2 separate regions of the Mus musculus genome follow, and region 2 is linked to region 1. The links are chromatin contacts, called in public HiChIP or PLAC-seq maps. All regions are on one chromosome and are shown on one strand. The core of a region is the stretch at or near the end of the contact, and the rest is flanking DNA. Distances in the headings are between cores, read along the strand shown. Region 1 overlaps Lhpp (phospholysine phosphohistidine inorganic pyrophosphate phosphatase). Region 2 holds the start of Abraxas2 (BRISC complex subunit).

Region 1 (7,959 bases), core at 1,751-4,250:
CCTGTGGCCTGTGTCCCTCTTGGGTGCTCTGACTATCTGGATGCCCTGTTTAATGTTCCTTAGTGGAGCAGATGTGATAGAGGCAGAGACTGCTCCCTGGAGAGCCTTGAGGTCAGGAACCAGTTCCTAAGCTCCAGTCACACTTGCATGGAGTGGGAACTCCCTGGGAGCAAGCAACGTGCTCCCCAGCAGTGGGCCCTGTGAAGGGCCAGGAGCCTTCACTGGGACCAGCATGATCAGGACAGAGATTCTAAGTGTAAGTACCATCCTGCCATCTGGTATTCTGGGCAGGTTGTTTTCAGGAGTATCAGTGCCCCCTCCCAGGGTGCCAAGCCCTTGGTGGCTTCACTTCTGTCTACAGGATCCCTGGCTCAGTCACTGGGCTCTGTCCATTACAATAAAGGTAGTACTAGGTCCTCAAGTAGCAGGATTCGGTGATGCTGGCCAGCTGCAAGATCAGGGAGGGTACCCCCTCTCCATGTCTTTGTTCTCCTGGCACCGCCATGAAGATTCAGAGCCTAGGGGTGCAGCCTCGGGAAGCTGGCTTGAGGAGGGGAGGGCAGAGTAGCTTTCCTGAGAGGCCCTGAGTGGGTGGACACCTGGCCCTGTTCCCTGGGTGAGGCAAGTACAGATCTCTCAGGGACTCAACTGTTACACTCAGAAAGGCTGGGACCAGCTTGTTTAAATCCACGCACATGTACCAGGTGTTTACCATGTTTTCATCAAAACATGAGCAGCTGTCAGAGGTTCCTCTATCCCAAGGCGGCTGCCAGCCCCAGTAGAGCTGCCTTTGCTAGCCTTTCGGAAACCGTTGCTCGTCACCTGACAGCTCAGTCCTGGGACCCCCATGGGATCTAGACCAGACTGCACGTGTTTCCAAGCCAACCTCTGAACACCAGCTCCATGACCCTGGGCAGGCCACATACTGCTTATGAATCTTGGTTTGTTAGCTGGAAGGTGGGATCCTCTCAGCTCAGTTACATAGAGAAAGGGGGCTCTGAGGATTGGTCTGCCTAAGAACACAAGGATGAAACATCCAGTCTTCTAGGAACTCCCGTATCCTGATGTGCTGGTAGAGGCAAGGCTATGACTGATACCATGAAGGTATAGAGGAGTGGGGGATGCTTAGTTTGGGTGCCATGGACATAGAGTGGGTACCTAAGGAAAAGGAGGGAACTGGGAGTCGAAAGGGGTCAAAGAAAACTGCCTGGTACACATGGCATGTTCCTTGGGGATTGACTCTCAGATGGAAATGCACTTGAGTGAAGGGTGCCTAGCATTAAGAATGAGCAATAGAGGGCTTGAGAGATGGCTTAGTGGTTAAGAGCACTGACTGATCTTCCAGAGGTCCTGAGTTCAGTTCCCAGCAACCACATGGTGACTCACAACCATCTGTAATGGGATCTGATGCCCTCTTCTGGTGTGTCTGAAGATAGGGACAGTATACTCATATGCATTAAATAAATGAATAAATAAATAAATCTTTAAAAAACAGAAGAGGAGGGAGGGAGAATGAGCAATAGAGTCAGGCAGTGGCGGTGCAGCCTTTAATCCCAGCACTCAGGAGACAGAGGCAGGCGGGTCTCTACGAGTTTGTGGCCAGCCTGGTCTACAGAGTGAGTTCCTGGACAGCTAAGACTACACAGAAAGATCCTATCTCAAACAAAACAAAATAAAGCATGAGCCGTAGAGACAGGTGGAGGTGGGACAGGAGCACTTGGCCCTGTCCCCTTGCACAGCTGCCTACAGCCTCAGCCCACTGTTAGGTTTCCCCACATTGCTCAAAAAGGCAGACTATAGCTTCTAGCCTTATTTTCTGTTGTTTTGTTTTGAGTTTTTAAGACAAGCTCTCATTATATATAGCCTTAGCTGACCTGGAACTCACTCTGTAGATCAGGCTGGTGTCAAACTCAAAGAGATCTGCCTATTTCTGCTGGGATTAAAGATGCCTGCCACCATACCTGGCTGGCTTTTAGTTTTGAAAGGCTCTTTATCAGTACCAACCAGAAACTCCAAGGATCCTCGGTAGGTATGTGACTTTTAGTACACCTGCTCCATACTCCAGCCACGGCCAGCGACTACAGAGAGGACTCCTAGGACACCACCATCATAGAAACAGCTGTTTCCTGCCCACACTCACCCTGCTGCCATCTGGGGTGTGTGGGAACCTCACAGGAAGATGTCCGCTGTGAGTAAGTTCAGATGGATCCCTGGGTTGGGTTCTGTCTGGTTGATAGGTGTCATCACTACTAATTTATGAGTAGGCCTGGTGTCCATTGCCAGCTGCCTGCTGGATACAGCCTTGCCCAGACCTGGATCTAAGCTGCTCTCGGTAGCCCTTCCCAGAGGCCCCCAGCCTGCCCTTTTGTTAGCGTTCATGAACTATGGACTCTTTTCACCTCATTGTCAAAGCTGCAAACACTTTTCAGCTGAGAGTTGGTCCTGAGGTGGAAGGGAAGGGAGAGGTGCCCCTGCCGCAGACATCAGGGTCTGTCCAGAGGTCAGCAAGCTCAGTAGCAACTCCCAGAGGAGCCATTCCGAGGAGCCTGGATCTAGGTTAGGTTAAATGTTGCATACCAACTCCACTGGGACTCTGGGCTGTCCCCATCCCTTAAGCTGTTGTTTCTTGTCCCTGGAGATGCAGACCACAGTTGCATGGACTGCTGGGCAGAGCTATTGGGGATTCTCAGCAAGGTTTGTACCCACACAGGTGGAGAACCTCGTGACCTAGAGTGCAGTTCATATACTGGCTGACAGTCTTCCCATCACAACCCAGGGCTGTGAATGTCACTTCATGGGGTCAGAGGGAATGAAGCAAAGGGCAGTTGGGGATATCTGAGACACCAGCAGGCTTGGCTCCCAAAAAAATGACAAGAGAAAGGGGCTTGGAGACCCACCTTCTCTGGCTATAAATTCAAGGGCAGGACACCCCTCCTCTCCTAGACACACCAGGGCTTCCTGCTGTCTGCCTGTCAGCTCAGAAATCACTCAGAAGTCCTAGGGCCCAGGGGAGGAAGTGGGAGGCCAGGATGTCACATGCCCAACCAGCAGCCATTACCTGACCTGAGTCTGTGGCTCTTGAAAATGTGTGAGACTTCTGGTAACTCCCTGCCTCAGTTTATCCTTATCAGGGCTCAGTGCCCTTGAAACTGGCTTGACAAGCACTACCTCTTGCTGGGGGAGACCCCTGATCCCTCCCAGTTGGAGGACAAATATGCTTTGGGCTCCAGGTTCCTGAGGCACTGTCTGCCTCAGGGGAGTTTAGTTAGATGAGCCCTAACCCCACCCTAGGTTCTTCAGCTGTAAATGGAGCTGAGGCCACCAGGGACCTCTGGGAGCCCCGGGTCTAGAACAGGCAACATGACTCCTTCTGCCTCTGGACTGCACGCCCAGCCTCCAACATATGCTGCCCACATGCACAGAGGGTGTGTCTCAGTTGCGGGCACAGGTCCCCACCCCACTCTTAGCTCTGCTGACTTGCTGACAGGTTTTTGCCCTGGTGGGGTTGGAGTAAGAGTGAGAACAGCCAGCTGGAGCCCTGGGAAGGGGGTGAAGCTGGGGCATAACAGTATTGGAGCTCATCTGGGTAGTACTGTGAGTCAGGGCTCCTCACCACCACACAGCAGGCTGGCTGGGAGCTCTGCCCTCCTCCTCAGCCCCCTTGCTTCCATGGAGAAGTGCGGGGGCTGGGGGTTGGGCTGGTCTGCTCTCATAGTGTATGGCATTTTCAGATGCACCCCACTTCTGCTGGGGTGTCTGGGGAAGGGGTGCTCCCACTGCAGAGCCAAAATGGCACAGCATTGGGCAAGGCAGTGGACCAGACTCTGGCCACATTCTTGCTCTGTTGGGCTGCCAAGAGATGGAACTTTTTGGTCACCTGTGTTGATTGGAACTCTGACTGCAAAGGAGGTGCCAGCTGTAGAATATGTTTCCACTCCCTTTAGTGGCCAGTGAGCCATATGTCCTTTGTCGTTTGAATGAGAACGGCCTCCATTGACTCATTTACTTAAATGTCTGGTTTCCAGTTGGTGGACTGTTTAGGAAGGATTAGGAGGTGTGGCCTTGTTGGAGGAGATGTTTCCCTGGGGATGGGGTTTCAAAAGCCCAGGCCAACCCTCCCACAGCCCCCTCCATTTTGCCAATAAGATAGATGATAGATAGATAGATAGATAGATAGATAGATAGATAGATGGATGGGTGGATAGATGGGTGGATAGGTGGGTGGGTAAATGGATGGATGGATGGGTGGGATGGATGGATGGATGGATGGATGGATGGATGGATAGGTGGGTGGGTGGGTGGATGGATGGATGGATGGATGGATAAGTGGGTGGATGGATAGATGGATGGATGGATGGATGGATGGATGGATGCTCTCAGCTATTGCTTAGCACTGTGCCTGCATGCCTGCTGCCATACTTCCTGCCATAATGATCATAGACTAATCTGAAACTATAAGGAAGCCCCCACTTAAGTGCTTGCTTGTTTTCATGTGCCGCTTAGTCATGGTGCTTCTCCACAACGATAGAATGTCAGCTCACCTCAGTAGGGGCCTCTTGAGGACTCTCGGGCCTGCCATTGGCCAGCCTCCCTGATTGGAGCTGAGTGATGGCCCTGATGCTTGCCATGTGGCCAACCTTCAGATTGCTCCAGGCCAATGAGGAATCCCAGTGAAGCCTTCTCCACAGTGGTTTCAGCTGGCATCAGGTAGAGGCATAGCTGGATACACAGGCTTCAGGCTGTGAGCTCCAGAGTACATGTAGGCGTGTCAGGTTCCACGAACTAAGGGCACTAGGCAGGCCCAGCTCTCCAAGGGCTGTGACAGGAATAAACAAATCCCTTTGTATGCTCTCAGCCACACCAGACCTTGTTGAGTACAGTGGATACCAAGGAGGCCTTGGCTAAACAAGGACATGGGCTCCATGGGAAGGATGTCTGCTCAAGTCTGTTCATTATCATATGACCCAGTGTTTTCCCCACGGGGAAGGGCAGGGAACCCCCAACTCCAGGAACACTCTTTCCTCACCCACCTCCAGAACTTAGTGTTAGAACAGAGGCATAGGAGTGCATGCCTAAGAACTGTGTCCAGTGCCACCCACCCAGCTACACCATGGGAGGTCACTGACCCTCAGGCTCCTGCCAGCAGCCCAGCATAGACCTCTTGTCCCCTCCTCTGGAACCCAGGGAATTGTCTTGACTATGTGTGTTATGAGCCAGAATTACACTGCAGGAACCCTTTGTTTTGAATGCATGCCTGTGGAGGGTAACCCCTATAGGCTTGACTTTGTAGACCAGAGGAGGCAGATCTCCCAGCCCATCCTCCCGGCCTTTGCAGGAGCTGTGCTATGGCATCCTGGCTCCTGGGTAGTTCAGATTCCCATTCCACCCACACTCAAAAGTGAAAATGCCCTTTGCATCTGGCCCCTGAAACGATATACCTTCTCTCCCTCCAGCTGCGTCAGTGTGGTCTGAAGTTGGCATCACTACCCCATGCTAGTTCCCAGTTCACTGAATGCTCTTTCTCTGGGCAGCCCCAGGACCTGGCCTCAGCCACCAGAGACAGTCAGCCCAACTGGTCCAAAGCAGTGGACAAGAATGCATGCCCCCCATAGTCTAGAGAACCCTATCCTATCCTGTTCTTGGGGAACAGGCCATGACTGTGAGAAAGCAGGAGAGGGCACCCTGGCACGACTGCCCCAGAGGAGGTGTCCTCTGCCATCTGTGCCCTGGAGGTGGAAGTGGCAGATGACAGTCCTTTCTGGGCTCCTTTGCTTGGGTCCCTGTGCCATTTTCTTTTCCTGGGTACAAAGCCCATCTCTGTGAAGCTGGCCCGTGGGCTGTGTGCACAGAACCTCCTTGTTTCTGCCATTACTCAGTCGCTCCCTGCACTCAGCTCCCAGGGCATGTGGGGGAGGCATAGCTAATGACAGGCAGCACCCGGCCTCCTAAGCCCTTTGTTCATTCACTGGGTGACACTTCCTGGGTGCTGCTGAGGGCCAGCCCTGCACTGGGAACACAGAGGGCAAGAAATGCATCCCCTCCTTCTAGAAGGCACTCTAGCACCTGCCATCATTGTCGGGTGAAACAGGGTGTGGTCCAACCACAGTGGGACAGGGAACAAGCTCTGTGTACTCTATCTATCACTAGTGCAGTCAGAGGTAGGGACCAGTGAGTGGGGTCTTTCATGAAGGGTAGGTATGTAGGAGTTGTGTGGAGCAAGTTTTCAGAGCATTCTAAAAGGCATAGTGGTTAACAGATGGTGCAGGAGGATTGCTGTAAGTTCAAGGGTAGCCTGGGCTACCAAGTGAGAATGTCTTGAGGAAGAAAGGAAAAAAGGAAGGAAGGAGGGAGGGAGGGAGGGAGGGATTATAAAGCTCAGCGTGGACAACTGCTTCTAGATGTGGTGAATAACTCAAGCTAGTGGCTGCCATGTGGAGGGGTCTAGGCAGGATGGAGCTCTGCTGTGCTAGGGGTCTAGGCTGTGGGCATTTGGGACAGTCAGCAGTTTATACAGGGGAGAGGCCAGGGCAGGCAAGCATGTCAGGAGAGACATCCTGACTGTAAGAGAGAGGGAAGGAGACTGGACTGAAGGGGATTCAGTGGAGGGTAAGGGCAAGATGGAAGGAACCAGTCTGGCCTGGACAGAAAACACCCCTTTTCTCTTGTGAGAAATCCCCCACCCCCAGGTTGCAGGATGGCAGCCATGCTGGTAGAGGCCCATCTGACCTTGCAGCTTTTGTGGGACCTACGACAGACTGTTATGTGGGGACAGAGGAGGTGTTTGGGAGGAGGGCCTCTCCTAAGCAGGCCCTCAAGTTCCAGGCTCTAAAGAGTACCCAAGTGAACCTGGCAAAGCTGCTTCTGCCCCACTTCCAGCCAGGATCCAAGGGTCAGGGTTGTGGCTACAAACAGACATCCTGCGTCATGCCCAGGCTGGTAGTGAAAGCTGGGCTCCGGCCTCGGATCCTCTAACAGACTCCCTGACCTTCTGGCCACCATCAGGCCCTCAGCCCCAGGTTGTTTCCTATCCCTCCCGTGCAGGCCCCACCTGTGAATCTGGAACTGGCCATTCCTATCACCCTTCCCTGTGGAGAGATTCTCCTCTGGTCCCTTCTAGTCCTGGGCCTTAGCAGATGCAGGGAGGCCTCTTCCCTTCAGGCCAGTCATTCTACAGTAGCCAAAATCCAATCTCTAAACAGGACAGTGCGAATTTTAGATGTTGCTAGGCAATGGGATCACTTCCTTCAGGCGTGGTGAAGTTTTGAGGGGGCAATAATACAGCAGGTAGATAGAGTTCCCAGGAAGTGTGAGTCAGGTCTGGGCTAATCCCAGCAGCACGTCCCTCCGCAGTAGGAGGGTTGCAGAGGCTGGCCTTCCTCCCACCACACCCTAGTTGACTGCTTAGTGTGATACCATGAAGCCTGGGGGCAATGGGAAGGGACTTTCTGGTGGCCAAGACCAGATTCTGGCTCCCAGCCCTGGCAAGGCTGCCCATGGCTCCTAGGATGAGGCCCCCACGCCTTCAGAGGACTGTGAAGATGAGCCTACTTGGCCTCCCTAATCTTGCTGCCTGCTTAGAGCCCATTCTGAATTTAGGACTCAGCCTCATTAAGGAAGTCACAGGAGGTGTTTTGGCACTGGTCTCAGAGTCCAGTCAGACTGCAGGCCTGGCTAGTGAATGGGTGAAGGGTTAGAGGCAGTCCTAATCCACAGCATTCTAGCCAAAGAATGGCTTTGTCAAGAGCCCCTGGTGCCCCTGTGAGGCAGCAGTGGCCTCCAAGAACTGGGCAGCACATGGTACCCCAGAGCATCAGGGGAGAGAGGAGTTCTGATTGTCAGCTCCCTAGTCGTCCCCCCCAAAGCACATGTACCAGGCCAGCACCCCAGCCAAGCAGGGTGTTCTCCCTGGGTTACACTTTTGCTAGAGGCAGATGGAGCCAAGGCCAGCAGTTGCTCTGC
Region 2 (7,959 bases), core at 2,943-5,442, 160 kb after region 1:
AGAGGAACACTCACTGCATTGCTCCCCACGCCTTGCTCCTATAGTAGCAGCAGCAGCAGCAGCAGCAGTAGTAGTTACAATACACAATAAGCATATAATAAAATTTTTAAAGAAAGAGTCTGTCTAGATGGTGGTAGCCCATGCCTTTAATCCTAGCTCTACAGAGTGAGTTTCAGGGCAGCCAGGACTACACAGAGAAACTTTGTCTCAAAAAAATGAGACACACACACACACACACACACACAGACACACAGATACACACACACACACACACAGAGAGAGAGAGAGAGAGAGAGAGAGAGAGAGAGAGAAGGATGGGTGTCTGGAGGCATGGGGAGGGGGCTGAGTTTTGTTTCATTGAATTTAAGGTATAAAGGGAAATTCAGGCAGCTAGAAGCAAAAATTGGAGTTGGGGCTAGAGGTTAAATAGCCCCAACCCACGTGCCCAAGGATGGCACTGCCCAGAGTGAGTTGAACCCTCACACTTCAGCTAGAAATCAAGAAAATGTCCCACAATCATATTCAGAGGCCAATCTGGTGAAGGCAGTTTCTCAGTTGTGATTCCTTTTCCCCAGCTAAGTCCAGGTTTGTGTTGAGTTGACAAAAAAACAACTGGCCAAATCAGCAACCCAAAAATTTAAACTCCAAATCACTCCAAACTCTGAAGTATTTCAGGTTTTAAGTATACCAGGTAAAGGCCCCCTAGCACAACTGTTCTTAGCCTTCCTATTGCTGCAACCCTGTAGTACAATTCCCCGGGTTGTGGTGACCTCAAACACAAAACTCTTTCCTTAGCACTTCATAACTATAATTTTGCTACTGTTATGCTCGCCCCCATGCCTTTGGGCCCTTTTGTTTTGTTTTGTTTTGTTTTTCTTTTGGTTTCAAGACAGGGTTTCTCTGTGTAGCACTGGCTGCCCTGGAACTCACTCTGTAGACCAGGCTGGCCTCAAAATGAGTGATCTGTTTGCCTCTGCTTCCCGAGTGCTGGGATTAAAGGCATGGGCCACCATTGCCTGGTAAGACCCTCTCTTTTAAAGATATGATTACATGCTTGTTGTGTATGGAAGCATCACACACATACACACACACACACACACACACACACACACACACACACACATACACACACACCTTCATTGTGAGTATAGAGATCAGAGGACAACCCTCAAGAGTTAGTTCCTTTCTTTCACCATGCGGGGTCCAGGGAACAAACTTTGTACTAGGCTAGTGGTGCCTGCCTCTGCCTCTCAAATACTAAGATTAAAGGCACACACCACCAACCCAGCATATCTTCATATCTCTATAGCAACCTGCTGATAGAATAAAACCATCTTCCTTTGAACTCTACATTTTCCCACACAACATTTACTCAACAGTTACAAAATAGGCAGTATCTCCATGCCTGGCATTAATTCCATAGGACAAAAAAAAAATTGCAACTGCAAGCAACTAAAACATGAATCCTTCATGAATTTTAGAATAGGCTAGCAGAGAAAAAATAATAAACAGGGAAATAGAATTAAAAGTACAGACAATGCTAGATGGTGGTAAGAGTTTGTCTTGGTGAGCTTTGTCAACTTGACACATCCTACAATTATCTGGGAAGAGACCCCCAGTTGAGAAACTGTCTATATCAGATTGGCTTGGTGGGCTGTAATTTTCTTACTGTTATCTGACATGCACAATATTTGACATTTGGGGTCACAACCCATATGGTGAAAACCTATGGGCACAATTGTGGGAGACCCTCTTGATTGTGTCAGAAACAATGATTCTCACTTCATAATAAGAGTACTGAGCCGGGAGTGGTGGCGCCCACCTTTAATCCCAGCACTTGGGAGGCAGAGGCAGGCGGATTTCTGAGTTCGAGGCCAGCCTGGTCTACAAAGTGAGTTCCAGGACAGCCAAGGCTACACAGAGAAATCCTGTCTCGGGGGAAAAAAAAAAAAAGAGTACTGGTAACTCAGAGTAGAGAAAATGAAGCAGTTTATTTTGCAACCTGGAAAATTTCTGTGTCAGCCTATGATAGCAAGCCTACTGAATGCAGAACACTGTCTACAAACCCTAAGGAATGACCCTTTCTTATTTTTTTTAATAATTAAAAGGATATAGTCCTAACAACCAAAACCATGTCTGGATCTATCTCCATGTTTCACATCTTGCATATTTTAAAGCATATCAAACCAATGAATGATCTTGTAGAAAAGTTTGGATGTTTGAGATTTTTTTATACTCTAAACTTTCAGTTTGGGGGGAGTAGCTTATTAACATTTGGGGGAGGGGTACTTAGCTAGACTATCAAGCATTAGCAAGGGCCTTCTGTTTTCTGTTCACTGTTAGCTGGACCTAAGCTGGCTAGAGACACCTTTGAAAAGTGAGCCATCGGATTTTATTTCCAGCAATTGCTAATTGATGTAGGAAGGCCCAGCTCTTTGTGGGTGGCACTTAGGCAGGTGGTCTTAAACTGGATAAGAAAACTAACTGAGCTGGAAAATTAGGTTCTCTCTCACAGGGAATAGTTCCAGGAGATGTGAACTGGGAGCTGTCAATGGAAAACTTCCCCAGCAGCCAGGCTAAATCAATCAGTCCTGCAAGAAGAGGTCTGGGTGGCCTTTCAAAGCACCCAGGGCAGGCATAAAACAGTGAGCTATATAGTTGTCCAAGAGACCAGCATCTCAGGCAGAGGAAAGGGACATATGTAAAGGCACTATGACCTGATGAACTTTCAGTGCTTCCAGAAAGCAAAAAGGCTACTGTTGTAGCTGTAGCCAAGTCTATCAGGGTAGCAGAAGCAGGAATGCAGGGGGAGGGCATGTCGGCGTAGGATTTGGAGGCTGGCCAGGTATAATTGACACCTTATATCTAAACATTACCATGATCATTTCACTGACTGTGTTGAGGATATATTTGCAGGTCAACAGCCTCACTTCATTACCTCGACATTTTGGACTGGTTAATTCTGTTATGAGGCCTTTCCTGAGTTTACCTCCTTCCCCTGGGGTTGGCATTGGAAAATATCTCCTAGCAATGTCAAGCATCCCTTAAGGGCAAAATTGCCACCAACTGGGACTCTGAGAAGTTGTCATAACCAGGAGAGAGAAAATGGTGTTTTGGGTCAGGGTGGCAGATGTGCTGGTAGTGAATCGTAGGACTCAGTATTTTTTTGAAGATCGTTTTAGCTGATCTGATGTAGGGAACAAGAGAAAAGAAGTTGTTAAGGCTAGCTGCAAAGGTTTTTTTTTTTTTTTTAAGATTTATTTATTTATTATATGCAAGTACACTGTAGCTGTCTTCAGACACTCCAGAAGAGGGCGCTAGGTCTCGTTATGGATGGTTGTGAGCCACCATGTGGTTTCGGGGATTTGAACTCAGGACCTTCAGAAGAGCAGTCAGTGCTCTTAACCTCTGAGCCATCTCTCCAGCCCCAGCTGCAAAGGTTTTGATTTGAGTAATTGTCATAAACAGTTTTATTTGCTGAACTTGGAAAAGAAGTGAGAAGTAGCTCTGTAGGGAAATCAGGAGCCCAGCTAGGAATACTGAAGTCTTAGCAAGCTGCAGAAGAAATAGTTCCCTTTTTTTTTTTCTTTCTAAATTTGATAGTTTATTCATTGCTACTTATTTGTTTTTGTCTTCTATGATTTTTGTCAAACTTGAAGGTTTTTGTTTTTGTTGTTTGTTGAAACAAGTCTATGTAGCATTCATTGGCTGGCCTCCGACATGCAACCCTTCTGCCCTTACACGACTTATATTTGAATTGTTTTTGAGTCCAGAATCCAATCGTTTTACCAGCTCCACTACTTCTGACCATAATTCCCCTGTCACTGCACCAGGTGGGGATTATTGTAAATCTCCTTCCCTTCCATTTCTCCTACGCATTAGTCTCAACCAGGCAGGCAAAGTGGTCTGTTCAAGTTGAAATTACATCATGCTGTTCCCAAGTCAAATCTCAACCTGTTCAATTGCTGGAATCATCTCCGGCCTTCCATCCTTCAACTTCATTTGCAGAAGGGACAAACTGGATTATAACAAGGCTGTACAGACAGGCCGGTGTCTGAGGAACACACAAAACTGAAGGTGCTGGTTCTCTTTGATCTGGAATCCTTTACTTCCCTGTCCTAGCTTCGAGTAGCTTGGAGGACTTCATTTCCCAGGATGCTCAGCGGCGGGGCGTCCGGAAGGCTGTGCACCCTCCGCGGGGCATGATGGGGGAGGTGGAGATTTCCATCATGGCGGCTTCCATTTCGGGCTACACCTTCAGCGCTGTGTGTTTCCACAGCGCCAACAGCAACGCCGACCACGTAGGTGCCGGGCCCCCTGCCGTGGCCGCTGGGGCCTTCGGCTTCCTCCTCAGGCCGGCGCCTGCGGCCAAGCGACGACCGCTGGAGGCTCGGCCTTCAATCCCCGGGACAAACCGATGAGCTGGTGACCCAGGCGGCTCCCGCCCCCTTCCAGCTCCTGCACCCCGCGGGCCCTTCTCTGGCGCTCTCGGCCTCGGGCGGGTCCTGGCACAGCTGTTCTCAGTCCAAAGGACCTAAAGCGCCCGGCCCCGCCAGTGTCAGGAGTCGCCTAGCCAAAACTGGGTGCCTACCCCTCGCTGAGAATCGCGCTTCCAGACTTGAGTGCCTTGGGTCGGGATGGAGTTCAAAGGTCTGGGTTGTAATCTAGGAGAGGATCCAAGTTCTGACCCCCGGCCACACGGGTCGTCGTGTCTGTCACCGTTCATACTTATCAGATGTGGCTGTTTGGATTTTTTTTTTTTTCACCCCAGTGGAAAATGGAGAATGTGAATAGGCTCGTTAGGTGCAGAGTCTTGTTTGCACTTCCTCAAAGTTGCCTGTTTAGTTCCTCAGCGAGTGTTCTAATCCCCGGAACTTGTCTTAAGAGGGAAGTGACAGGCCCACTTATGAGCGATCAGAAATGTACAGGCCATGGAGTCCATAGGACTCTTCGGTGTCTTTATTTTACGAATTGCCTTTCAATGCCGTTGACCTCTGGAAATTATTTGTGAAATAGGTGCTTTTACAGGACATTACTCTCCCACCAATTAGCGGTTTGTGTGTGTGTTGTTGTTATTGGTGAACGATTTAAATTCATTGAATAAGAGATGGGGCTTTTTGTGGTTGTCATTATAAAAACAGTAGTTAGAAGGGAAACTGGATTTGGTTTGATGTCACTGATCTTCGATTCCATTAATAAAGACTGATTCTGAGAGGCGATTCCATGAGTATACTGAGTGGAATGAATTTACTGTTCTTTTCATCTCTGCAGTGTTGATGGCAGAGATTACTGATAGGAATATATTCAGCATTGTTCTGCTTTTTTTCCTAAAGCCAGCTCTGACCTACTAGCCTTCAGTATTGCAGCTAGCTCTTAATACTGTAAGTGGTTGTAAAGTTCCTAGCGTCCATGGACTGCAGTTACGAGTTCAGGGTGCTTATTTATTCTGTTTTAGAGAGTACCTAGGAATGTCATAGTTTGTGTATAAGACAAGATTATTATAAAGATAAGAAACTTGGACAGTATTTCTAGAAACTGCCATAGTTCCGTTTCTTCACTTGTTATTTATTCTTTGTTGTCTTGAGATAGTGTCAAGGCTGGCCCTGAACTCCTGATCACCCCCAATCCTAAGTGTGGGGATTTCAAGGGGAAGCCATTAAACCCAGCTCTAGCTTTCTAGCTATTTAATAGCAATTTCCTTAATATTTATCTCCTACTTGGCATGAGGGAAGAAATTTTATACAAGGCCAATAGTTTGAATTGTGTTTTATATGATTATACATTTTTATATTAACCTTACCACAGTTATGGGTGTGGAATACTTAAAAGTAATGTCAGGCGGGGCGTGGTGGCACACGCCTTTAATCCCAGCATTTGGGAGGCAGAGGCAGGTGGATTTATGAGTTCGAGGCCAGCCTGGTCTACAGAGTGAGTTCCAGGACAGTCAGGGCTACACAGAGAAATCCTGTCTCGAAAAACCAAAAAAAAAAAAAAAAAAAAAAAAAAAGTCAGTTTTAAAGTTGAAGAACCAAGAATTTACTTTTTAAAAGATGTGTTTGTTTGGTCTAGGAAAATTAATCTAAAGCTAAACTTATTCTGTGGAGCTAAAGTTAGCAAACATTTTTGAAAACATTTTTGAGATTATAACTACATCATTTCTTCCTTTTTCTCCCTCCAGACTCCCTTTCCCCCACACACTTATACTCCTTCTTGCTTTCTTTCAAATACATGGTCTCTTTTTTTTTTATTAATCACTATTATATGCTTATATGTATGCATATATATTCCTAAATATAACCTGCTTAGCCTGAAAAATGTTCCTCATCTGTAAGGTTCAGGACTGTGCCTTTGTTTTGGATAACCAATTGGTGTGCTCTTCCCTGGGGAAGACTCTCTCCCACTCTCGACACTCCTTAGATGCCTGGAGTTCTTTTGGTAGGGTTGAGGCCCTGTGGGCTTTTGCCTGACCACTCTGGCCTGTCTATGGGTGTCGTCCTGTTCAGCTCATATTTAGGCAGACATGTTTATGAGACTTTATGAGCATAGCTTCTGACAATCTCACAACAAACATCATGATCCTATGGCTTTTACAGTCTTTCTGCCCTCTCTTCTACTTATGTTCCCTGAGCCTTTGGTATGGGAGAGTTTTGTAAATGTATTCATTGGAACTGCGCTCCACAACTCTGCATTTGGTTATGGTTTCCTGTAATATTTCCATTTGTTGCAAAGAGATGTTTCCTTGCTGAGGAGTGAGGAGTACACGTATCTGTGAGTATAAAGACAAATGTTTAGATTGTTGTTAGGGGTCATGCTGGTTCAGTAAAGTGATGCTTGTAGCTTCTCCAAGGTCCCTGACTTCACTAGCACAAAGGAGTTGGTTAGGTATCTGGTATCAGCCATGGTTTTCTTCTTATTGAGCAGATCTTAAGTCCAACCAGAGAGCCGATGGTTATTCCTAAGTTATGTGTGCCACTACTGCAGCCTCGGAGTTAGTGTGATACGCAGGTCATTGCTGTGGTTCACAAGTGTTACAGCTGGGTAGAACTGTCAGCTGCCTCCTTCCTTTGGAAGCTTGAACGATGCCTTCTGGTACTATAAAAGCTAGTCCTCGGGGCTGGTGGGTGGATTTAGATCAGTTCCAGCTTGGGGCTCTGGGGTCCGTTTTCTGGAGTGCATGGAGTGTCTTCAGCAATAGGGACTTCTACCTCTTGGAGGCAACCAAGGACAGTAGCAATGAGACCATTCTGTTTTGGGAGGCTCTTGGACAGCCCTGGATAACAACTCAAAAGAAAGTTTTTGTTAGTGTTTTGTTTTGTTTTTTTTAACTCTTGAAGGAAAGAGACGTTTTCTGAAAAGGACCAGATAATAAAAGATAGTTACCTTCTCTCTTTTTAAAAAGTTTTGGAGCCGGGTGAAGTGGCGCATGCCTTAAATCCCGGCACTCAGGAGGCAGAGGCAGGCGAATTTCTGAGTTTGAGGCCAGCCTGGTCTACAAAGTGAGTTCCAGGACAGCCGGGGCTATACAGAGAAACCCTGTCTTGAAAAACCAAAAAAAAAAAGTTTTGGAGTCATATGTCTCTTTAATACCTCCTCAATTCTGCTATTGTAAGGACAAAACAAGTGTAGACCACGAACAAATGAGGTGCCTATTCTAATAAGAACTTATTTATAGCACTGAAATTTGAGTGCCCACTGATTTTTAACAGTTCATGAAACATCTGTTTTAATTTTTGCAACCATGTGAACATGTAGAAACCATTCTTACCTTGCAGGCTGTGTACTAACAAAGCTGGGCCTGTGGTTTGCCTCTTCCTGTTATAAATGTAATACAGTGCTCAGTGCTCTCAACCTTCCTAATGCAGTTCCTCACGTTGTGACGCCCCCAACCATACAGTTATCTTTGTTGCTCCTTCGTAACTATCTTGCTATTGTTATAAGTTGTAAATAACTGATCTGCAG

What was found. HiChIP or PLAC-seq counts read pairs in DNA pulled down with a chosen protein or histone mark.
Region 2: a contact with region 1 is called in an H3K4me3 HiChIP or PLAC-seq map of the 230-238 cell line, with 16 read pairs. The contact joins the promoter of Abraxas2 here to the enhancer-like site in region 1. A contact is called at or near these places in 1 of 484 Hi-C or Micro-C datasets (spermatogonial stem cells), 13 of 115 datasets of contacts at active chromatin or transcription factors (the 230-238 cell line, CD8 T cells, bone marrow-derived macrophages and 8 more) and 2 of 9 other capture datasets (adipose tissue and liver).

The regions. Positions count from the first base shown.
Region 1 is chr7:132,696,806-132,704,764 of GRCm38.p6, forward strand. The region is part of intron 6 of Lhpp (phospholysine phosphohistidine inorganic pyrophosphate phosphatase); the gene reads left to right. Among named protein-coding and RNA genes, the nearest start is that of Lhpp, 90 kb to the left of the region's middle. Within about 2 kb of position 3,001, at least 53 of the 459 cell types and tissues checked have an H3K27ac peak or open chromatin away from gene starts, as enhancers often do. A contact at or near this core is called in the 230-238 cell line, CD8 T cells, bone marrow-derived macrophages and 2 more, where this site is marked.
Region 2 is chr7:132,855,033-132,862,991 of GRCm38.p6, forward strand. Abraxas2 (BRISC complex subunit) reads left to right here and starts at 4,193. Exons shown (of 9, transcript NM_198017.3): 1 at 4,193-4,301. The coding sequence starts at 4,203.